Regions from separate parts of the Gossypium hirsutum genome. Here region 1 is linked to region 2. The links are chromatin contacts, called in public Hi-C maps. All regions are on one chromosome and are shown on one strand. Each heading gives the region's core, a stretch centred on a gene start, on an enhancer-like site or on the middle of the called end of the contact. The rest is flanking DNA. Distances are from core to core; before and after follow the strand shown. Region 1 has its middle 20 kb from the start of LOC107950082. Region 2 overlaps LOC107950753 (a long non-coding RNA gene).

Evidence for each region. Hi-C and Micro-C count contacts between places; a contact is called where the count stands out from the background.
Region 1: a Hi-C map of leaf shows a contact between it and region 2, with 2.8 times the contacts expected there. The contact joins two enhancer-like sites. A contact is called at or near these places in 10 of 34 Hi-C or Micro-C datasets (callus, fibers, hypocotyl and 2 more).

Annotation. Positions count from the first base shown.
Region 1 is chrD03:33,597,281-33,601,841 of Gossypium_hirsutum_v2.1, reverse strand. No RefSeq gene overlaps it. Among protein-coding and RNA genes, the nearest start is that of LOC107950082, 20 kb to the left of the region's middle. Within about 2 kb of position 2,166, at least 8 of the 9 cell types and tissues checked have an H3K27ac peak or open chromatin away from gene starts, as enhancers often do. A contact at or near this core is called in fibers and leaf, where this site is marked.
Region 2 is chrD03:33,559,822-33,564,487 of Gossypium_hirsutum_v2.1, reverse strand. LOC107950753 (a long non-coding RNA gene) reads right to left here. Exons shown (of 3, transcript XR_001698196.2): 1 at 4,510-4,666; 2 at 3,401-3,504; 3 at 2,409-2,857. It also overlaps the pseudogene LOC107950754. Among protein-coding and RNA genes, the nearest start is that of LOC107950753, 2.4 kb to the right of the region's middle. Within about 2 kb of position 1,352, at least 7 of the 9 cell types and tissues checked have an H3K27ac peak or open chromatin away from gene starts, as enhancers often do. A contact at or near this core is called in fibers and leaf, where this site is marked.

The DNA of each region.
Region 1 (4,561 bases), core at 917-3,416, 37 kb before region 2:
TTTTTTGAAAGGGTGCAAAAATTCATTGAAAGGAAGATGGAAAGAACAATCATTATCAAATTGTTAGGATGAATGATTACTTTCAATGCCTTACTGAATAAGATCATGTTGTTATGGAGACCCAATCAACCTTTTAGCCTTATGAATTTGGAGAATGATTTTTATCTGGTATGATTCAATGATGAAGAAGACTATAACAAAGTATTGACCAGTGGCCTATGGGTAATCTTTGGGTAGTATCTCAAAGTTCGGCCATGGTCGCCGAACTTTTCGACTACTCAAAATGAGATTGACACCCAAGCTGAATGGGTTAGACTACCTGGCCTCCCAAAGGGGTACTATTCGGACTTCCTACTTAAGGCTATTGGGCAAACTATTGGTCCAATTTTGAAGATTCACGAGAATATTGATAGTGCTAGAATGGGGCATTTTGCACGATTGGCGATCTGTGTTGATCTCCGGAAGCCATTGGTATCAAAGATAAAAATCAATGGAAGAATACAACGCCTTGAATACGAATTGTTACCTAACGTTTGTTTCAGTTGTGGACTTTATGGGCATAGTTCTGAATCATGCCCAAAGATATAGGCTCCACAGGCGACGAATGCAAGTTATTCAAAATAGAGTGGAAAAGGAATGTTATGGCCCTTGGATGTTAGTGGAATGTCGATAGTGATGAATCGGAACACAGCGGTTATAGGGAACAAGAATGACAATAATCTAGGTGTGACTGCTGGAGGATCTCGGTTTAATGTTCTTGATGTGAATTAAGGGCTTGTTGATAATGATGAGATCTCTAATAGGGATATTTACTAGAGCAGATTTCGGGGAAAGAGTGAGCAGACTATGGATAAAAACAATAAGGCTTCCAATTCTGCCACTTGCCAAAAGAAAAATAATTTAAAAGCAAAAGGTAAAGGTATCTCGGTTGCTAGTGGGCTTTGAACGAATCTCAACATCTTAAAGCCTAACAATACTGTGAACGGGCTTTCAAGTTCAAGTGGACAAGGGCTAGTTGATGATGGGTAAAAAATGGGCCATAAAGAAGTGACTGATAGGAATGGGCTTTTTAAGTTTCAATCATTTCAGGTTAAGGCATCCCTAAATGGTCAGAAAAATAAAGCTGTGAAGATTCTAGAGGGTAAAAATTTTGATTCAGTTCACAGAAAGAAAAGGAATATTGGGGAATCAAGCGTAGTTTTGGAATTATCAAAACCGAAGGACATAACAAGTAAGAAGACAGGTCAAGAGCCTTTATACATGGATGTTCCTCGATCGCGAAAACCGCCGGATGTAGGGGCTTCAAGGTCTTAACACATAATGGTGGAGGTAATGACAGCTATGGAGGAAATTATATCAAGAATAAAAAGAGATTCAAGCCATGTTTCTATGGTTGTTTAGGACAACATTTTGATGGAGACGATTGATGTTGAAGATAGTCGGAATGAGAAGCATATGGATTGGTTCTCTTCCTTGCCCTATGGGTGTGTTTTATCTTTTCTCTCATTTGTTATTTATGGATACAAAATTAATGTTTTGGAGTTGCCAAGGTGTTGGCCATCCACATTTCCATAGATTCATTAAGGAGTATACAAAAGAACTTTCACCAGATTTAGTTGGATTTTTTTATACTCGAATTAGTGACTCTAGGGTAGATGATGTTATTGAAAAATTAGGCTTCCAAAATTCATTCAAAATTGAGGCCATAGGGTTTTCTTGGGGTATATGGTTATTATGGAGTGATAACATCAAAGTTGATGTCATTGATTTGCATTCACAAATGGTTAATCTGAAAATTGTAAGCAGATAAGGACATATAAGTTTCCTATGTTTGGCTGTTTATATGAGCCCTCACCCAACCAAAATGAAATTTCTTTGGTAGTTTTTGGACTCTATAGCATTATCAGTTAAGGAGCCTTGGATTCTTGATGGAGATTTCAACTCCATTCTGGATAGTTTGGAGCATGACGGTGGTGTTATTCGTGTGAAGGCAAGTTGTAATTTTTTTTAAGGATTTCTTATTCAAGAATAAGCTGAGGGATATGGGTTTTTCTGACCCTCGTTTCACCTGGAGTAGAGGTAATCTTTTTCAAAGACTTTATAGGCCATCTGCAACTCATATTGGAACTGTTTCACTCCAGATAGTTTGGTCTGACATCTCCACAAATTGAAGTCGGATCCTCGACTAATCTTGGTTAATTTGGGTTCTAGTGGCCATAATCATCAGAATACAACTTGTCGGCCTTTCAAATTTATAGCAAGCTGGCTACTTCATCCAGAATTTGGGGATTTGGTGTGTAATTATTGGAACCACAAAATTGATGTTGTTTCAAACTTGGAACTTTTTCAAGCAGAAGTCTAAAGCTGGAACAAAAATGTTTATGGTAATATTTTTGCTCGAAAAAATGAATTGGTAAAGCAACTCGAACGTGTAACGGGTATTTTGGAGGTTCGATCATCTTTAGGTCTACAAGCTCGAGAGTTTGAATTATGTCAGGAAATTGAAGAAGTCTTGAAGCACGAGTGTCACATCCTGAAATTGGGTCTAGAAGTTTGGAGGGTAGTTTTAGAATTATGGCCTAAAATTGGGTTCGAGAATTCATGATATGCAACCCAAAAATATCTTAGTTTATGACTTTTGAAAATTTAACCTAATTTATAATAATAATGTGGAAAAGACTTTCAATTTATAAAGTGGACTATTTTGTAAAAGGGTCTAAGTTGGGAGTAGTTCAAGAGCAAATATACCAAAGTTTTAAAAATAGCCTATTTTCCCTTTCACCTACGGGAAACACACGACTCATATTCTTCGCTCACTTATTTTTGTAGTCCATTGAAATCCCCAAATACCATTCACCAATTTTGATCTCCATTGCTTTAATACTTTTGATTTTCATCATCTCCCTAACATTAAAACCCCTTTGAATTCAAAGAAGAACATAAAAAACACCATTAATTTCATTGATTTTTCTCCAAGTGGGTTTTCTCCAACATAAAAAACATGCAAACTACCTCATTCTTTTCCATAAAGCAAATAAGGAGCAAGCTGAGCATGTTAATGGTATCCTTAATACTTTTTGCTACTTTTCTAGACAGAAAATCAACATGAATAAAACTCAAATTTTCTTTTATCAAAACACAACGAGGAATTTAACAACTGAAATATGTAGGAACCTTGGAATTTCGAAGGTGGATGATTTAGGGAAATATATTGGATGCCTATTTTTCATAAGAGGGTCTCGTCTAGAACGTTTGAGTTTGTTGTAGAGAACATCCAAGAAAAGCTTAATGATTAGGAAGCACAAAATTTATCTATGGTTGGAAGGATTACTCTAGTCACATCAGTCATTATAGCTATTCCATTATTTTTCATGGCCACGACACGTATAACCCTCTTGGTGTGCAAAGAGATTGAAAAGCTTGCTCGAAAGTTCATTTGGGGTTCGAAGGTAGACTCAATGAAACTTGCTCTACTAAATTGATTTGAATGCTACCAACCTCTTGATAATGGGGGTCTTGGACTCCGAAATCTTGCGAATCAGAATAAGGTTTTTCTTTTAAAATTGGGATTTAATAACACAGAGGCTCTATGGCTACAAGTCTTGATGAGCAAATATAACATTCAGGGACTGTTGCCAGTTTTGATCTTGAGGAGTTGTTGCTTTTTAATTTGGCTATCTATCATGGGAGTTTGGCCTAAGGTTCTCAACAGTGTGTTTTAGACCGTTGGCGATGGACACATAATTAATTTCTGGAATGATGTTTGGGTTAGACAGATTGACCCTCTTAAATTTTCTATACAGGATAGAGCTGCTGGATGAACCTATTAAAGTTTGTGACGTGATTGATAATACGGAGAATTGGGATTGGCCTCGTCTAAATCAATTGTTCTCCACCACATTGCTGCCATTTTACCCCTCTAACCCGTATATAGGTGCCTACTGTATCTCGTGGAAGTGGTCACAAAATGAATTGTTCTCTTCTGCTAGAACTTTCAAAAGTATTTACTCCATTGGTAATTTTGCTTCACCTATGAATTGGAAGTTGGTTTGGAGGTGTAAAGCTTCGCAATGAGTTCGAGTGTTCTTGTGGTTATTGTGGAGAGATCATATTTTGACCAATGGTGAGAGATCTCGAAGGCATGTGTCAAATGAGAGCCATTGTCCCTGATGTAGTCATATTTTTGAGTTAGGTATTCATGCGATTCGGGATTGTTCATTCTCGAGAGCAGTCTAGAATGTTGTTGTTCCTTTCAATGATAAAAGTATCTTCTTCTCATCTGATCTTAACGAGTGGTTAGTGTTGAACTTGGCTAATCCAAGAGATTTTGGTAGCAGAGTGGTGAATTGGCCGACGTTGTTTTCCATTATACATTGGTTGTTATGGAAATATCGTAATAATTTTATTTTCAAAGACAACCATAGCAGTTGCAAATCAATAATTTCTACAACATTTGTATGGACTAAGAGGATGGAGAAATCAAATACACGTGATATTCTTATCTATTATGTAATCCATTAAGTTTTGAGATCAATTTTATTAAATGAAGAAAATTTTAATC
Region 2 (4,666 bases), core at 103-2,602:
AAGAGCAATAAATGACCAAATTTTACCCCATATACAAGTCCCATCTTCAAACTAGAGCTAGCCATTGGACCATGCTAGAAGATGGAAATTTAATTTTCAAATGTATTTGATGAGATCGAAGTTGCTATTATATGTCATATTCATAGCTCATATAACTTCCGAATGGAATTAATAGATGGATTGGAGGACCATACCTTGAGGCATTCCCCTGCAAGCAAAATTGCCCCTATTCCAACCCCTGTATTGATAGCGGTTTGGATGAATATAACAAAATAAAACATCCAACCAGACCCTGCATGAAACATTGGCATCTCCTTTTAACATCTTTAACCACGGAACAAAACACTGGGTTCAGTTCTGTCCTAATTGCAGGAACTCTTTCAGAATCACCTACCCTAACCTATTAGCTAAAGACACGTATACAACTTGTATAATGTGAATTGCCAAAATCGAAATGGCAAAAAGTCCACCTTGTTTTTATTCTAGGAATGATATCATCGAACTTGGAATGTCACTATAAGAGGGTAATCATTTTCCATTAGTTTATATGTGATCCAACTTTTACGCTTTCCAAAATCTAATAATTACTGAAAATGAATACTGAACCGCAAGCGAAAATGCAACCGGCCAACACGGAACGAATATTGCATGATCCGAAAAAAGGAAAACTTATTGTAGGTCGCTACCTAGAACGTCGGCGGCGAGTTCACGGAAGCGGATATGGCGGCGGCCGGCTTTTTCACAGTGCTCAAGCACCTTGGACATGAGATAGTAAGAGTAGAAGGTGACGCATCCTAAAACCGTTAAACATAAGAAACCCAGGCCCCAACCTAGTCCCCTGAACGCGTATGGCAGTGTCAGAATTGTCGGCCCCACTATCGCCGTCGTCAGATGAAACCCCGCATGCCACCACTTCCCTATAAAGAAAAAAAACGATTTGGTTATATCATGGCTTTATAATGTTGCTCTGATTCTGATTCTGATTCTGATTCTTCACCTTTTGATTCAAGAACAAAGGTAGCTCCGGCATCGGAATCCAGGCGGAACTCCGGGAACGGGTCTCGTTCTGGAGGTTCCGCCATTAATGGTGCCTCTGAAAGATGAAGAAGAAGAAGAAGGGTTAAATTATTATGGGAAGTACGGTAGCAACCACCACGTGGGGGAGGAGAAACCGATGAAGGGAGAGCTTAGCTTAGCCGCCCGAGGACGTAAAAGAATCCTCTAAATTAGTGAACAAACATCATCATTCATTAGAATGTGTTCGTCTTCAATGTTGCTTGTGGTTCTGTATTTAATGGGATAAGAAAATTACCTGACTGCCTAGACAAGTGTGAATTAAAGATGGTGATAGGTAAGGGTTATTTGGTCTTTTTCTTTTCTTCTTTTTTCTCTAGTTTCCTACAGCCTACCGGGAGTTAGCCATACTAGTTGCATTTCATTGGAACTTGGATCCTAAAATTTAGCCCTTATAATTTAAATAAATCTCAACATTATTGGCAATGCGATTTAAATTAAATTAAAAGAAATCTCAAAATTTTTTATTTGGGAATCTTAAATTGTAGTTAGAAGTCGTATTGCAAGTGAAAGTTTCTTCAAACCAATTGAGTTTTTAATATATCAGTTTGTTGTTTATTATTAACAGCACGTTTGGTTCGCTGTAATGGAATAAAGGCGTAATAACAATTCAATTGTTTAGTTGAATGTAATGGAATAGAGGCGTAATAGTATTATTATGTTTGGTTGAATAGAATAGAGACGTAATAGCGTAAGGAAAAAAACTAAAATGACTAAAATACCCTTAACAGAATTTTTTTTAGGTAGATGATTTATTGTTATTGTTATTAAATTTTAATAAGATTATTAATATAAATAATAAATAATTTAATAATAATTTAAAATAATTATTATTAAATATAATTTAATAAAAAATATATAATTTAATAAAATTCTTAATATAATTATTCTTATATTAATTTACTAAAATCATAATATATAATAATATAAAAAATATTTAATCTCATTTATTATTTTTAAACCGAAATACAAATTTAATGTGCTAAAACATCATTAGTGAATCAAATAATTTAATTATTCTACAAAAAAAAATTAAAAGTAATAAATAACTTGAAAATTATATTTGCATAAATATAATATTCAAATATTAACAAACATACCCTAAATTAAATTTCATGTATAATTTTAAAATTTACCCCAAAGATTTAGTATACTTCTTGACCTGAACTTGACAATTAAATTTATTTTAGTACTTGTATATTTTTTGTCCACTTTAATAATTAAACTTGACAATTAGATATATTTTAATCTTTGAACTTGAAATATATAAAATTTTATTGGCATAACACTTTAATAATTGAACTTGACAATTAGATATATTTTAATCTTTGAACTTGAAATATATAAAATTTTATTGACATAACACTTTAAGATTGTCTCACATCATTAAATTTGGACGAAATATAAATTCATAGTCAAAATAGACCTACTTGTAAAGTTAGATACTAAAGTAGACCCCAACAACATATAAGTATCAAAACGAAACTAGCTCACAAAGGGAAACTTCTTATGAAAGAAGATAAAAAAAATTGTGCTACTTGAAGGGAACAACATTGGCACTGGAAAAACATTCCGTGGTTGAGGAAATAAAATCTCTTAAGCACTGCGTCCAGGTTATGAGCTACTCACAGCAACACAGATCGCTGGGAAATAGTGTGCCAAATTACCTTTTGTATCTCTTCTTGGAACCACATGGACAAGGAGCATTACGGCTCATTTCTCCACTCTTTACCATATTAAACTTGGCAAGATCCAATGGTGTTGAACCCATTAGCTTTTGCACCTGCAAAAGATAAAAAAAATAAAACGAATGACATTTCCAATGGAGAAAGAGAGAGATGCATAAACTAAAACTTGTCATTGATGTTTTAAACTGTGGGAGAAATATTCATCCGAACTCAAATGCGAATTTCAGCAACTGAAGATAAATGAAGGCAGACATCTCAGTCTTTTAAGCAATCTGGCATTGAACCAAAAAAGCATAACGCAGATCAGCAGACCAAACATCTGTAACTCTATGTTAGTTCGACTCTTTCTTTTCCTTTATGCATCCATGTTTGATGCAAGTCTGGGACCAGAATGAATATAGGGAGATAATGCTCTAAAAATCCTCCAAATACATTAAAAAACTTGGACAAAAAATGAACATAACACACCCGTGTCAAACATATATATCAGACACTCAAACTAATTCCCCTACATTAACTTAGAGAATTTAAGATCAGACAAATTGAGTAATAAGCATAAATACACTAGCTCATACATTTTAATCATTCAACATATGATCAGCAAAAACATAACTGAAAAAAACCAGTGGTGAACCTACCTCAGCAAAGTTCTTTAGCATCGGTTTGCCTTCCTCTTTCAGCTTAACCATCTTCTTATGAACTTCTTTAGCCCATGTGAACTTCGCAAGCGCATTCTCAACATCTAATAAGGTACATCTAATAAGTTAGATGTTATCCCTTTCTCACTCTTAAAGTCACGCTTTATGACAACATGCTCATTTGTGCCTTTGAACGAGTTACGAGCTTATTACATAATTAACAAGATCGAACAACAATCACCATTAACATAAACAGAATTCTACAAACAACTACCCCTTACACTAGCTCTTGATCGTAAAAAAACATAATATCCATCTTATAGACCATAGTATGAAGCAGAAGCAAGTCAATTTCCCATTTCCAACTTGTAAGGTGCTCTCGTACTCTTCATTTTTCCAAAAATAACCGTATCAGAAACTTGTATTTCAAGCAATGTTCAACAGATTCTTGGGCATGGATATGACATTAATATATTCCAAAGATTCCCAAATACATAAAATAACACACTTATGAAGCATACATACACATATCTTACAAAAACACCCGAGTCCAATTAACATTACCTCCAAATTTATGTAAAACTTAAATGAGAAAACTCGAACCCATATCCAACATTCATCAGCAGCAACATAGCCGACAAAACAAAAATAATTATTTATAGAGCTACTATCCAACGAGCTAAAACAGACAAACAGAGGTATATTTTAACAATGAAAATAATCGATTGCCTTGAACACCATATAGTGTTCCAATCAATCAAATTACAGCAGGCATTAAAACCTTTCCCTTTCGTTAATTCACAACTATTAGCTTCATTAATCAAATCCTATGTACAGTTGATCGATTGAAAGTGTAAAATTTCAAAGACGAAATTTAAACACAAAACTGGTTAACATTGAAATTACATGTAAATATAACCTAAAAAACCAAAAAATTAATCATATTTTCATATTTCAGGCCGAAATGGAATGAAATGAAAGGCAAATCCATTTTTTCCCCAAAAAAACAAAAATAAAGAAACAATATTTCAAGAACAGATCATTAAATTCATGGTATATATAAAGAAATTTAATTGAAATCAAAGGAATAGAAGAAGGGAGAAGCGTACTTGGGAACCATTGCTGCTACTCTCTGTTACTCTGTTACCTCATACGATTTGTAATTGAAGGCCTTGTTGAGGGTTGTTAGGGTTTGTTAAAGGGTTGGTCAGGATAGAAGCATGAAAATGAGGGAGAAGGTTGGAAGGAAATGGGAAGAAAAATGAA